Linked DNA regions of Macaca mulatta: region 2 is linked to region 1. Evidence: chromatin contacts called from public Hi-C data. All regions are on one chromosome and are shown on one strand. The core of a region is the stretch at or near the end of the contact, and the rest is flanking DNA. Distances in the headings are between cores, read along the strand shown. Region 1 holds the start of LOC144335570. Region 2 holds the start of BAHCC1 (BAH domain and coiled-coil containing 1).

Evidence for each region. Hi-C and Micro-C count contacts between places; a contact is called where the count stands out from the background.
Region 2: a Hi-C map of fetal cortical plate shows a contact between it and region 1, with 3 times the contacts expected there. The contact joins the promoter of BAHCC1 here to the promoter of LOC144335570 in region 1. A contact is called at or near these places in 10 of 14 Hi-C or Micro-C datasets (blood, cortical neurons, fetal cortex germinal zone and 6 more).

What each region holds. Positions count from the first base shown.
Region 1 is chr16:91,052,594-91,059,442 of T2T-MMU8v2.0, forward strand. It overlaps LOC144335570, which reads right to left and starts at 4,274. Exons shown (of 8, transcript XM_077971062.1): 1 at 4,179-4,274; 2 at 2,170-2,241; 3 at 1,697-1,865; 4 at 1,274-1,463; 5 at 1,057-1,119. The coding sequence starts at 4,274. It also overlaps the pseudogene LOC144335571.
Region 2 is chr16:91,097,241-91,103,439 of T2T-MMU8v2.0, forward strand. BAHCC1 (BAH domain and coiled-coil containing 1) reads left to right here and starts at 1,841. Exons shown (of 28, transcript XM_077973176.1): 1 at 1,841-2,017; 2 at 5,896-6,199. The coding sequence starts at 6,091. It overlaps LOC114673206 (a long non-coding RNA gene), which reads right to left. Exons shown (of 2, transcript XR_003723911.2): 2 at 4,206-4,698.

The DNA of each region.
Region 1 (6,849 bases), core at 3,024-5,523:
CCGCCACCTCGCCCGGCTAATTTTCTTGTATTTTTAGTAGAGACGGGGTTTCACCATGTTAGCCAGGATGGTCTCGATCTCCTGACCTCGTGATCCGCCCGTCTCGGCCTCCCAAAGTGCTAGGATTACAGGCTTGAGCCACCGCGCCCGGCCGACAGCAACTTTTAAGGCTCCACCCTGGGGTTCCCCACTCTAGGGGTCACTGGAATTCTGAGGCAGGCACTCTCTGTGTCCCCTGAGGTCCACAGCAGCCCCGGGGTCTGGGGGACGCAGGCAGGACTTCCTAGCATCCTGACCTCCTCCAGCCCTGGTTGCAGCCCACAGACCCAGATCAATATGACCTTAATGGTGTGGCTCCCAGGGATTAAGCAGCCAAGTCCAGAGACCTGGATAGGTTTAGAGGCTGAGGAGGGATTTAATCAAGGTAGCCCTCCATACAGTTCCTCCTGACACCCTCCTCTCCTATTTCCAGTCCCTGGAGATGACAAAAAAAAAAAAAAAAAAAACTGAGGCCAGGCGCAGTGGCTCACGCCTGTCATCCCAGCACTTTGGGAGTCCCAGGCAGGCAGATCACCTGAGGTCAGGAGTTCAAGACCAGCCTGACCGACATGGAGAAACCCCATCTCCACTAAAAATACAAAATTAGCCAGGCGTGGTGGCGCATGCCTGTAGTCCCAACTACTCAGGAGGCTGAGGCAGGAGAATTGCTTGAACTGAGGGGGCGGAGATTGTGGTGAGCCGAGATTGTGCCATTGCACTCCAGCCTGGGCAACAACAAGAGTGAAACTCTGTCTCAAAAAAAACAAAAACAAAAAAACTTGTAAGTCTATTATAACCAGGAGGGATAAGAAGGGTGCCCTCCGTGGCCCAGAAATCTGGAGGAGTCGTGGGGAGACAGGGGTGGGGGACATTGCTCTGGCTGGAGGGAAGAAACGACAGCCTTGGTGCCCAGAAATGAAACCTGCTGGCAGGTGACGGCAGCTCCCAGGGGAGCCGAGGGGCCCTGGGACAGTTGTAGGGGGATGGCTGGGGGTGTCTGTGGGAGGGCAGCCTCACTCTTGGCTGAGTACACTCAGCACAGGCGGTGGACAGAGAAGAGATCCCGTTGTGGAATAACACCTAGAGGGAGCGGGGAGTCATGGGCCCCAAGCCGTCAGCCACAGTTGAGGTGCCTGACCACGTGCTGATGGACAAGCAGGGATCCCTCACAAAGCTGGGATCACCAACCCCGAGGACGCACCACAAACCAAAGAACTAACACGAGCAAACTAACCAGTGGAGAGCCGCGCTGTCCAGCGAGATTGGGTGCCCCTCGTCCTGGGCCTGGGCTAGACTGAATCCGCCAGGTTCCCTGGCAAGGGGTGTGCCCGGGTGGCCACCTGCAGTGGAGGTGACAGCAGTGACGTGTGCCTCTCCTGTGACTGGTCCAAAAGGCCCTCTGTTCACTTTCCCTTTCCCAGGGCCTGGCAACAACCAGGGTGACACAGGAAGCTTTGCTGGAGGACAACAGAGTCACCCTCAGCCTGGGGCCCTGAATGACTGGCCATTGTCAAACTGAAACCCTGCCATGGTTGTCAAGAGAGAAATCCACTTCTCTTTTGTTTAGGCATTTACACCAGTCTATGCCTTAGAGCAGTTTAACTTACAATTAGCGATTTCATCATTGGTTTTTCACTCCCCTGTAGCAGAATTTTACCTCCGTCTTCTTGCCGTGGCCTCTGGGTGGTGGGTGGGCTCTCCTCCCTTGACTTTGGACTTGGCGAGTGATGCGCTCTGGCCAGTAGGAAGGTAGCAGATTCAAAGTGGGCAAAGGCTTGGAATGTGCCAGCAAGGGCGGCCTGGTCTTCCTGCTTGCCAGGGACCCACTACAAGCAGGCCGTGCCCCAGAGAAGAATGGAGAAGGATGGAGAATGCAGACACTGACGGGGGCTCCAAGGAGAAGCGAGAAACCTGGGTGGACCTCAGCCCGGCCCACATCCCAGAACCCGGAGGCCAGGGGCTCGGCCGGGTGGACGTCGGCCCTAGCCCTGTGAGCGTGAGAATCGGCCGCCAAGCTTTGAGGTCCTCGTTATGCAGCATTGTTGTGGCAATAGCCGACTGATATGCCTGCCCCGAATCACACAGAAGTCAGTACACAGGGTGCTGGCTCGGTGGTTGGACTGGGGATACGGGAAACGGATGTGGTGAATTGGAGATGACGCCACACGTCCCTTGGTGTGCCGAGGCAAAGGCTTGGGAACGCTGGGAAGGGGGAGGAAAGAGCCAGAAGGTTAGTGCGAGGCGCCCCTTCCCTGTAGCTTGGCCACTCTTTCCAGAAAGTGAGGGCTGGTTTGCAATTAGAGTTATCCCAGAAAGATGAGACTCCCAGGCTGAAAGAGCCACGGTTTATGCCTCAAACAGTAGGAGAAAAGATGGTGGCTGTTCAAGGCCTGTCACTCAGGCAGCTCAGTCCAACAAAAGTGTGCAGGCCTGCGGCAAAGATCAGATGAAGGCTCGGGTTGCGGGGGAGGGGAGCAGATGGCTTTAATGAATCATCTGTCAGTTGGACCCACGGAAAGGCTCCGCCCATCCTAGACAGGCAGGCTTTGGGCTGGGTCTGCTCCCTGGAGACGATGGTGACTTTCTCTAACCCGAGGTGTGGAAGGAAGGGTGGGTCTCACAGATGTCTGGAGGCCAAGGGCTGGCTGGCTGCCGTCCGGCTGTCCAACAGAAGCCGTTACCCCTTCTCACGGGGCCCCTGGCTGCTCTGCACTCCCAGGCTCCCTTGCAGGAGGTGTGGCTGAGTAACTGGTGGTGTCCAACAGAATCTGGCAGAAGCAACGTGCGCCAGTTTCAGGAGTATGTGAACCTTCCAGGAGGCTTTTAGGGTTCCCCCTTCTGATGGCTGGAATGGGGACATCAGAGAGATTGTAGAAGGCAAATGTGCAAGATGACAGGGCAGCCTCCAGCCTGGGGCCCACCCAGGCCCCACCCCGCAGGAGCATTTGCTCAGGCAGGTCAGGGATAGATTAGCCGCTGGCTGGCGTGGGCAGCTATGTTTGGGGTCTGTTTGCTGCAGTTGTGTAACTTGCACTGAGCAAGAGTCTTGGAACACACAGCGTTCAAAAACAACACCAGTAATAGCTTCAGAGAGAAGAGAAAGATATTTTACTCTTTCAAAAAAGAATCTAGGGACATGAACTCAGATTTTTGCTTTTTTCCTTATAATTTTAGGTATTATTCAAAAATTTACAGAAGATTCAGAAACAATAACCAACAAAACCACATTCATGTGAACAAATAAAAATAAGCTTTGGGGCCGGGCACAGTGGCTCGCGCCTGTAATCCCAGCACTTTGGGAGGCCAAGGTGAGTGGATTGCTTGAGGTCAGGCATTTGAGACCAGCTTGACCAACATGGTGAAACCCCCATCTCTACTAAAAATACAAAAATGAGCTGGGCGTGGTGGCGGGTGCCTGTAATCCCAGCTAGTCGAGAGGCTGAGGCAGGAGAATCACTTGAACCCGGGAGGCAGAGGTTGTAGTGAGCCAAGATTGCGTCATTGCACTCCAGCCTGGATGACAAACCAAGACTCTGCCTCAAAAAATATAAAAAATAAATAAAAATAAGACTTAGGAAGACTTCCCAAAAGTCCACTGGATATCTTGGGAAATTAAAACATGGGGCATTGAAACAGGAAATCCTCAAATCGATGGGCCTCAGTTGAGCCCGAGTGAGTGGGCTGGGAGGTCCAGCCAGATAATTCAGTGGAACACAGGTCACAGGGCAGAAAGGTTAGAACGTGTGAAGGAAAAGTTCAGAAACATGGAAAACAGGCCCAGAGTTTTCTCCATCCACTGAAACGGAATTCCAGGGGAGAGGGAACGGGAGGGAGAGAATGTTAACGGAAACCAAGACACAAAACTGCCCAGAGCCGAAAAGACACTTGACGTTTTGGAACACGGGGAAAAAAGAGAAAAGTGTCAAGTGGGGAAAAAACCTGTGAGTTTAAACAAACAACAACAACAACAAAATGAAGAAGAAGTAGAGGAGAAGGAGCAGGAAGAGGAAGAAGAAGAGGTGGAGGAGGAGGAAGAAGGAAGAAAGAAGAAAGAAGAGGAGGGGAAGGAGAGAGGAAAAACATCTTCATCTGACATCACACATTGGCAAGCTGGGATTCAGACACTGTGGAGGGGGCACCTTCACGGCTCGGAGGGAAAATTTGGAGGCTCTAATTCGATGCCAGGCCCAACAGCCATTCAGTGGGGAGGAAGAACAAACACTGTTTTCGGTCATGCCAAGTGCTCAGAGAGTTTCTTTCCAACAAGTACTATCTGAAATCATTACTAGATGAGGTACCCTAGCAAAACAAAACACAAGTCCAAGAGGGAGATGAAGGATACATGGGCCATCGAGGGGCTTCATGCTGGAAACACAACTGTCTGCAAGGAGGCTCTGGATGATGCCAGCACGGGCCGTGGGAGGGGAGGAGGAGGGAGAGAAAACCGCACAGCGGCCGTGTCTTTTCAGAGGGGATCATGTACGACTGAGGAACTCTGGATGGGGTTAGGAAGAGAGAAATATAGTGCACATGTTAAACATTTAAAATAACCGGCTGGGTGTGGTGGCTCATGCCTGTAATCCCAGCACTTTGGGAGCCTGAGGTGGGTGGATCACCTGAGGTCAGGAGTTTGAGACCAGCCTGGCCAAGATGGTGAAAGCTCATCTCTACTAAAAAATACAAAAATTAGCTGGGCATGGTGTCAGACACCTGTAATCCCAGCTACTTGGGAGGCTGAGGCAAGAGAATAATTTGAACTGAGGAGGTGGAGGTTGCAGTGAACCAAGACTGTGCCACTACACTCCGGCCTGGACAAGAGCAAAACTCCATCTCAAAAAAAAAAAAAAAAAAAAAAAATTAACGTCACCACTAGATGAATAGAAATATGTAAATCTTCCAAACCATTAGAAGAAAACAATGGGACAGGCCGGGCATGGTGGCTCATGCCTATAATCCCAGCACTTTGGGAAGCCTAGGTGGGCGGGTCACCTGAGGTCAGGAGTTCGAGACCAGTTTGGCCAACGGTGAAACCTCGCCTCTACTAAAAATACAAAAATTAGCCGAGCGTAGTGATATGCGTCTGTAATCCCAGCTGCTCAGGAGACTGAGGCAGGAGAATCACTTGAACACAGGAGAGGTTGCGGTGAGCCAAGATGGCGCCACTGCACTCCAGCCTGGGCAACAAGAGCAAGACTCCGTCTCAAAAAAAAAAAAGAGAGAAAAACATGGAACAAAGAAGACTTGATGAATCTAACAAAAGCAGGAAATGGGGGCTGTCAGGCGGACAGGAACAGTAAGAAAATGTGGCAACTGAAACCCCAGAGCCAAGTGCCAGGAGGAGGCCCCATGCGGTCATCTCAACAAATGTGAACAAATCACAGTCATGCGTGAAACAACAGATACGCACGGGTTAGATAAAAATTCACAATCCACACGTGCACTGTCACTGAGGCCAACCCCAACCACCAACCCCAACCACTGCCCGCCCCAGGTGCTGGCCTCGGCCCAGTGTCCCTAACCCCACAGAAAGACCGCAGGCAGGAAGTTCATGGGGGAGCCACAGGGTACGTGGACTTGAATAGGACATTATCATCTTTTAAAAATTATTTGGAGGGCCGGGCACCGTGGCTCACACCTGTAACCTCAGCATTTTGGGAGGCCAAGGCGGGCGGATCATGAAGTCAGGAGTTAGAGACCCAGCCTGGCCAGCATGGTAAAAACCCATCTCAGCTAAAAAATACAAAAATGAGCCAGGTGTGGTGCTGCGCACCTGTAGTCCCAGCTACTCGGGAGGCTGGGGCAGAAGAAGTATCACTTGAACCCAGGAGGCGGAGGTTTTGGTGAGCAGAGATCGCGCCATGGCACTTCCAGCCTGGGTAACAGAGCAAGACTCCGTCTCAAAAAATTAAAAAAAAATTTTTTTGGGGGGGCTTGTTTGGTTTTGTGGAGTTTTTTGAGGCAGGGAGTACAGCAGCAGGATCACAGCTCATTGCAGCCTCAACCTCCCAGGGTCAAGCAATCCTCCCACTTCAGCCTCCCAAGTAGCTGGGACCAGAGGGTTTGAGCCACTACACCCAACTAATTTTTCGTGTTTGCTGTGTAGAGATGAGGTCTTGCTGTGTTGTCCAGGCTGGTCTGAAACTCCTGGCCTCAAGTGATCCTCCCTTCTTGACCTCCCAAGGTGCTGGGATTACAGGTGTGAGCCACCACACCCCGTCCCACTTTTCTTTTTTTTTTTTTTTTTTTGCTAATCAACCCCAACTCATTATTCATTTTCACTGATCTCTAACTAAAATTTGACATTCCCTTCAGAGATGAATGTACAACGTAACTGAAATAACTAAAATGACTCCAATCATGCTGTGATCGTTGCAGATATCATTTTTTTGAGACGGAGTCTTGCTTTGTCACCCAGGCTGGAGTGCAGTGGTGCCATCTTGGCTCATTGCACCCTCTGCCTCCCGGGTTTAAGTGATTCTGCTGCCTCAGCCTCCCAAGGAGCTGGGACTGTAGGCGCACGCCACCACTTCTGGCTTATTTTTGTATTTTTAGTACAGATGGGATTTTACCATGTTGGCCAGGATGCTCTTGATCTCCTGACCTCATGGTCCATCCGCCTCGGCCTCCCAAAGTGCTGGGGTTACAGACGTGAGCCACCGCGCCTGGCCAGCCACGCTGGTCTTAAACTCCTGATCTCAAGTAATCCACCTGCCTTGGCCTTCGAAGTGCTGGGATTACAGGCATCAGCCACCACACCCGGCCACAGATATCTTTTTTTTTTTTTTTTTTTTTTTTTTGAGACGGAGTCTT
Region 2 (6,199 bases), core at 591-3,090, 42 kb after region 1:
CGGGAGACGCCGGAGCCGGGACCCGGGCCTGCGCGACCGCCACTCCCGAGCCAGCCGGGGCGGGCCCCGCGCCTTGTCCTGAGCCCCCGGCCCGGCCCGCGGAGCCCTGGCGCTTACCTGCGAGCCCCGGGCTCTCCGGAGCTCCCTTCCCGGCCGCGCCGCCCAAAGCCGGCGCCGGCGCAGGCCCCGACTCAGGCAGGCGGGAAATCCCGAAGTCCCCACCCGCGGCCCGCAGCCCCCCACCCCAGGTCGGCGTGGCCTGCGGGGGGGAAGGCCGGCCGGGGCCGGCCGCCCGCTTCCCCTTTCTCTCCAGATTCCTTTGATCCGCGGGTTCTCCGCCGCACCTCGGCTCCCGGGCTGCCCGGGTCGGCCCGCGGGGATCCTGGAAACGGTCCCCAGCTTATCTCCTTTCATCAAGCGGCCTTGGGCCGCCTTGAAACCGCGGAGCCAGTAATTGCTTTTTTCAGGAGGCCCAGTGCGGACTGGACAACAGCCAATCAGCGCCTTGTTTACACTCGGTGATGGACAGTCCGCTGGCGGAGTGCCAACCAATCCCAGCGGTCCCGCGGGAACGGGAGTGGGGGCGGGGAAACAGAGAGACAGCAGGCTTTGAGTTTAACTCTTTCGTGTCCCTGCTGGAATGAGACGGTGGAGAATTTCGAATGCGTGTGAATCTGTCATTTGGCTTCTAGTTTAAATATCCTTTTTTCCCCCAGAGGGGGAGGCAGAGATTCACAGGGAGAAAGAGGAGCAAAAATAAATGTATCCATCGCCACTAAGACATCACCTCGACTCCCTGAGAATAAATAGCATTTGGGTGGGAAACCAAATTCTAACAGAAATATTTGTTTGCAGAATATTTTAGAAGTGGTTTGCATCTGATTACGATAAAAATTGTTCAGTAGCTTGCTTTAGTTGGAGTGAGGATTTAGCAGATATGCAGACAGGGAGCAGCATTGAGAAATACTATACATGGTTTACCACACCATATCCCCTTCCCCCCTTATCGAGCTGAAAATATTTTTTAAATCTAGGTGTAGATGAAGAAAGGGCAATCCTTGTCTTCTCAATAAATCCCTGATTTTCATTTTAGTAGTTGCTCTGTTGCAAAGTGTGGCAGAGGGAGATAAAATTGAGAGCCACTAATGTAGACGGCTGGAGACTCAGAACTCACTTCCCAGGGTCTGATCCCCAGGTCAGGGGGAGGAGAGGGCCGGGCGGGCTATTCAAAGCTTGTACTGCCCAAGCAGCGGACGTACGTGGATCTGTGAGCTCGGGTCCGGGCAGGCAGCAGCCTCAGAGCGGTAGATGGGCCAGGCAACCTGGGGAGGCCTCTGGGCTTGGAGGTCTGGCCTACCTGCCACCTGCCAGACAGATCGCAGGGAGAAAAAGTAGCTACTTTTAAGGGGTGGTGGTATTTCTTCCTTTGGCCTTCTGTGCGGCAGAAGCCAAACGTTAGACCTGCTGGATTAAACATATATGTGTGTGTGTGTGTCTGTGTCTGTGTATACGCCTCCCCCTCCGCCGGGACACGCGCACTCGCTGGTTCCAGCTCCCTCTCCTGCCCTGCGCCACCACATTCCCATTCAGCAGCAATGATCTGCGCAGAGGAGCTGCGCAGTCGCCGGGCTTGAATTAGGCGCCATCGGGCTTGGTAGTAGCCCCGCTGCTTCCTGATTGGCAGCTCCCTGGCCCGGCGCCAGCCTATTGGGAGGCCTGTTTACGCCGAATGAGTGGCACGAGCTCCCGGCCGCGGAGGGCTGCGCGGCCAATCAGCGCGCTGGCTGCTCCGGGCTGAGTGGCACGAGCTTATTAGTATGCAGGGCCCGTGGCTCGCGGCGCCAGGCTGCAGGTTTGAGAGCCGCTCTGGATGGGCTCGCTAGAGTCGTTGTTGTGGAAGCGGTGCATTTACAGTGCAACAGTCAGCACATTGAAAATACCAATAGGAATACAAAACAAAGTCACATTTACTGATTTAATTGTATTGCATTCAGTTGTATCCAGGAAACAGCCTCCAGTAAGTAACTGAAATTGCTTTCATTTTTTTTTGTTTTTGTATTTTTATTATTATTTTTTATTCTGGCTTTGGGGTTTTACATTTTTTTTTTTTTTAGCAAAAGAAATTCAGGGTTGTGATGTTAAGAAATATATACCTTCCCTTTTAACAAAATCCGTTAAAATGTCGAAGCTTTTTTTTCTTAAAAAATATGGACTATATAAGCGATTTTTTTCTCTGAAAAATCTTATCGATCGGTTTAAAATTCCCCCCGTAATGCGTCCTTGCTTTGCTCTGAACGCTTGTTGTCTCGATCGACACCCAGCATTAAAAATAAATACTCGAGACAGGACAGGGACCGCCAGGCTGCGTCTGGCGCGAGCCGCGCGGGTGGCACCGGGCGGACAGTCGGCGAAGTCCGGGCGCCGCCAGCGTGCTCCCAGCTTTGGGTGACCCACGAACGAACCCCTACTATTCGCTCCCCTACCCTGCTCCCCTCCCCGGAGCAGTCCTGAGTTGGCCCCGCCCGGTCGGTCCGCGGCTAGGGGAACCGGCCGGCTCGTGGTACCCACGGCCGCTGCCCTGAAGGGCCTTCCGGGCCGAAGCTAGGGGCCGGGGAGGGAAACGGTCATGGCGAGTTTTTCGGTCTTCGTTCCCATTTCAGAATTTTTTTTTCGGAGAAGGGGTGGAGGAGGGGGGCCGAGCGAGGCTGGCGCAGCGGGGCGTTATCACCGTGCGTTCGGGACAGCGCGCGGGGCTCGGGTCACGGCCCGTGTGGCGGGGCCCGCGGGCTGGTTTTCCTCAGGCGCGCGGGTCAGGCGCGACCCTAGTTCTCATGACTCTCCTCGGGAGCGGGTGCGGCTGTTTCGCAGGGAGCGGGTTCTGCGGCGGCGGCCGAGCCACTAGCGCCCCCGGGCGCGCCAGGTCCCAGCCCGGCCTGCAGGCCCCACCGCGCCCGCGCTCCCGGAGACGGCGCCGGAGGGAGGCAGACGGGTCGGAGTCCGGGTCTCCGACAGGCGGGCGAGGAGAGAGCGGGTTTTTAGATGCAAAAGCAGAAAACAAAGCAAACCTGTAGAAGCCCCAGATCCTGGAGCGCGCCAGCCACGCCTGCGGCCGCGGGAAGAGGGACCCGCGGCTCCGGGGTCACGCCCTGCCTTCCCGGGAAGGAGCCCTGTGCTCCGAGGTTCAGCTCTTCCCGAAATGCCCTCGTCAGCGATTCTCCGCCCGCCCGGGGTCCTCTGCCCGCCATCACTTTTCGCTCCGTTTCCTCCCTTAGCTCAGCCTGACCTGGCGCTGCGGCGCCGTCCTCGCGGTCCTCCTGCGCGGCCTCTCCTGGAGCTGGGCTGGGGGTGGGCCCCGGGCCTCGGCACTCGGCGGGTGGCGGCGTCGCGGCTGCGGGACTGTGGGGCTCCCAGCCCGGGCCTTGTGGCCGCCCTTCCTCGCCCCGCTTCCTGGCCTCCTCGGGCTCCCCAGGCCCCCGAAGCCCGGCGCTGGCAGACGCGGAGGCGCGGCGCGGCCTCTCCCCGGGAGGAGAGAACACAAAGAAAAGCCCCCTCCAATCCGGTCAGAGCCGTGGCGGCGCAGGCGGGCGACAGTAATCCGCCTCCTGTTTGCTTAAAAAGTCGAGCCGGCTGGTGAGAAAGGAACAATCGGGCCTGCGATCCGCCCGCAGGGGGTGCGAGATTAAAATTGCTGCTTCGTAGCCGAGCCCGCGTCCCGAGAATCGCCAGCAGCTCACGCTTTCTCAACTTTGAAATTTCTCATTGGAAAAAAAAAAAAAAAAACAAAAAAACAAAAGCACAGCACACACGACTCTCCGGAGGCCTCCAGGAAGCCTGGCACCCCCGCGTGCGCCGCCCCCAGCCCTTCTCCGGCCCTCGGCGCCTTTGAAGCTGCAGGTTTCTGACCTCCCTCTCTTTCCTTCTTTCCCTTTGTCCCGCCCGGCGCCCTCCGGAGCTCGGGAGGCACCGGCCGGTGCTGGGGGCCCCCACGTCCCTGGTCCTGCCTGGGCAGCCCCTCCCCTGACCCCAGCGCTCGCAGACCCCTCGCCAGAGTACTCTCCGGGCCCTGGCGGCCGGGCACTCGCTTTGCAGGCCGGGCTCGGAGCTTGGGAGCCGAGCTGTTTGTTAGACCGGGGGAGAGAGCTGGCGATCCCCAGAGGGAAGGGAGCCCCAAACGCCTTTGTATGTAGTTGCCAGACAAAGAGAACTCTTTGTGTAGACCCATTTATTTACAATGCAAAAGCTCTCCGAATAAATATTAAAAAAGCTTATCAGCAGAGCAAATATGTATTCACTTAATACATTATGTTTTCGGTTATAGATTAAATCAGACACAAAATAGTCTGCAAATAACACGTTTTAGAACCGGGAGCATAAAATATCGCAATTTAAAAAGGTATTCAGGAGATGGAAAACATCTTAATCGCTTTGTTGTCATGGTGGGATGGCTACAAAAACACAAGGTTTTCTGCAAAGTTCCTAATTAAGAATATCAAGCCTATCCATCTCCCTTTTGTTGGAGGCGATAAACATTAAAAACAATACGTATTTAGGAGATGAGGAGGAATATGTGAAGTGCGGCCGGGGAGCGCCTTTGGAGGAACGCCTGGGAGCAAGGTGGTGCACGTAGCTTCTATCACTGGCTCCGATCCTCCGCACCCAGAGTCTGAAATTGTCCCCAATTTCGCCTGAGTGGATGTTCTGCGTTGGGTGGGGGTGAAAGAAAATGGAGGTGAGGGTCATTTTAGGTGGCCCCGCCGGAGGTCCGGGCGGGGTCTGCTGGCAGTAGGTTGTGCTGGGCCGGGCCCACCTTCCCCGGCTGGAGGGCCGAACTGGGCGCCGCAGACCCCGCGTACCCAGGCCGCCCCGCCATGCCGAGACCGGCCTCTGCTCGCGGTCCCCGGCAGGCGCTGAAGGAAGAAATCCTAGGGCCGATTTGGGCCGTTGAGAGAGCAGCATTCTGACTCTGAAAGCATCCCCCCCACCCCCAAGCCCCCAATCCGCAGAGGAAGATCCTGGGCGAATTTGATTGGGGGGCGGGGTGATTGTTACAGCCTCAACAGGAAGCTCCCGGCTCCGGGACAGCAGGCCGGGCACTGCGGCGTGGCGGCCCAGGTGATGCCGGTGGCGGTTGCGGGGCGCCCGGGGCTCTGAGGAGCCGGCCTGGGGTCCTGGAGCGATTCTGGGGACAGGAGCTGGTCCCGCTGGGGCTGGGGAGGGAGGACGACAGCGGATTCAGAAGAATGGGCCGAAAGATGCATGGGGGGATGGGAGTGGGGGAAAAGGAAGGTTATTAAAAAAAAAAAAAAAACAAAAAACTCTTGAGTTACAATCAATAAAATTACTCGCTTAATTAGCATGGTTATTCCGTTAAGCGGAATGCAGTAAAAGCTGGATCTCGGCATGAGGTGGGGAGAGAGAGTGAGCGAGCGTGGACCCCAGGCCTTTTCCTCCGAGACACCTTTGGGCAGCGGGGGAGGGGAGAGGGTGTGCGTGTGAGTGTGTGTGTGTGTGCGCGAGTGTGCGTGATGGCTTCGCAGATTTGGGTTTTTATCACCCAGCAGAGCCAGCAGCCTCTTCGCCGCGGTGCCCTCGCTGCAGGGACCCGCGGGAACGAGAACGGGAGGCGGCTAGCAGCGCGGCTGGGCTCCCCCAGCTGCCCCGGGCCAAGCGTGGCCGGGACGGTGCGTGCGCGCGCGGGGTCCCAGGTGCTGGGCTGCGCGCGCGTGCCGCGGGGAGACACCGAGCGCCCCGGCCCCGCCACCCGGCCTGGCCGCCGCTCGCTCGAGCCGGCGGGGGTGGGGGGTGGGGGGGGAGTGGGCGAGCGGGCGGGGCGGGGACCCCAGGGCGAGCCGAGCCCCCCAGTCACCCGTGTCTCCTCTGCTTTTGCCTCCACAGACCATGAACCCGCACAGCGGCCGCCGGCTCGGTGCGCGGCCACCCGCCGAGAAGCCCAGTCCTCCCGTGTGCTGACCGGCCCCGCCGCCACCACCGCCTGTGATCCCGGACGCCGCCGCCTCTGCGCCGAGCCGCCCCCGGGCCCCGGCCGCGCTGCTCCGAGGAAGCGGCGGCGGACCGGGGCCGGGGCCCGGCATGGATGGCCGCGACTTTGCGCCGCCGCCGCATCTGCTGTCGGAGCGCGGGAGCCTGGGCCACCGCAGTGCCGCCGCCGCCGCGCGCCTCGCCCCGGCCGGGCCCGCCG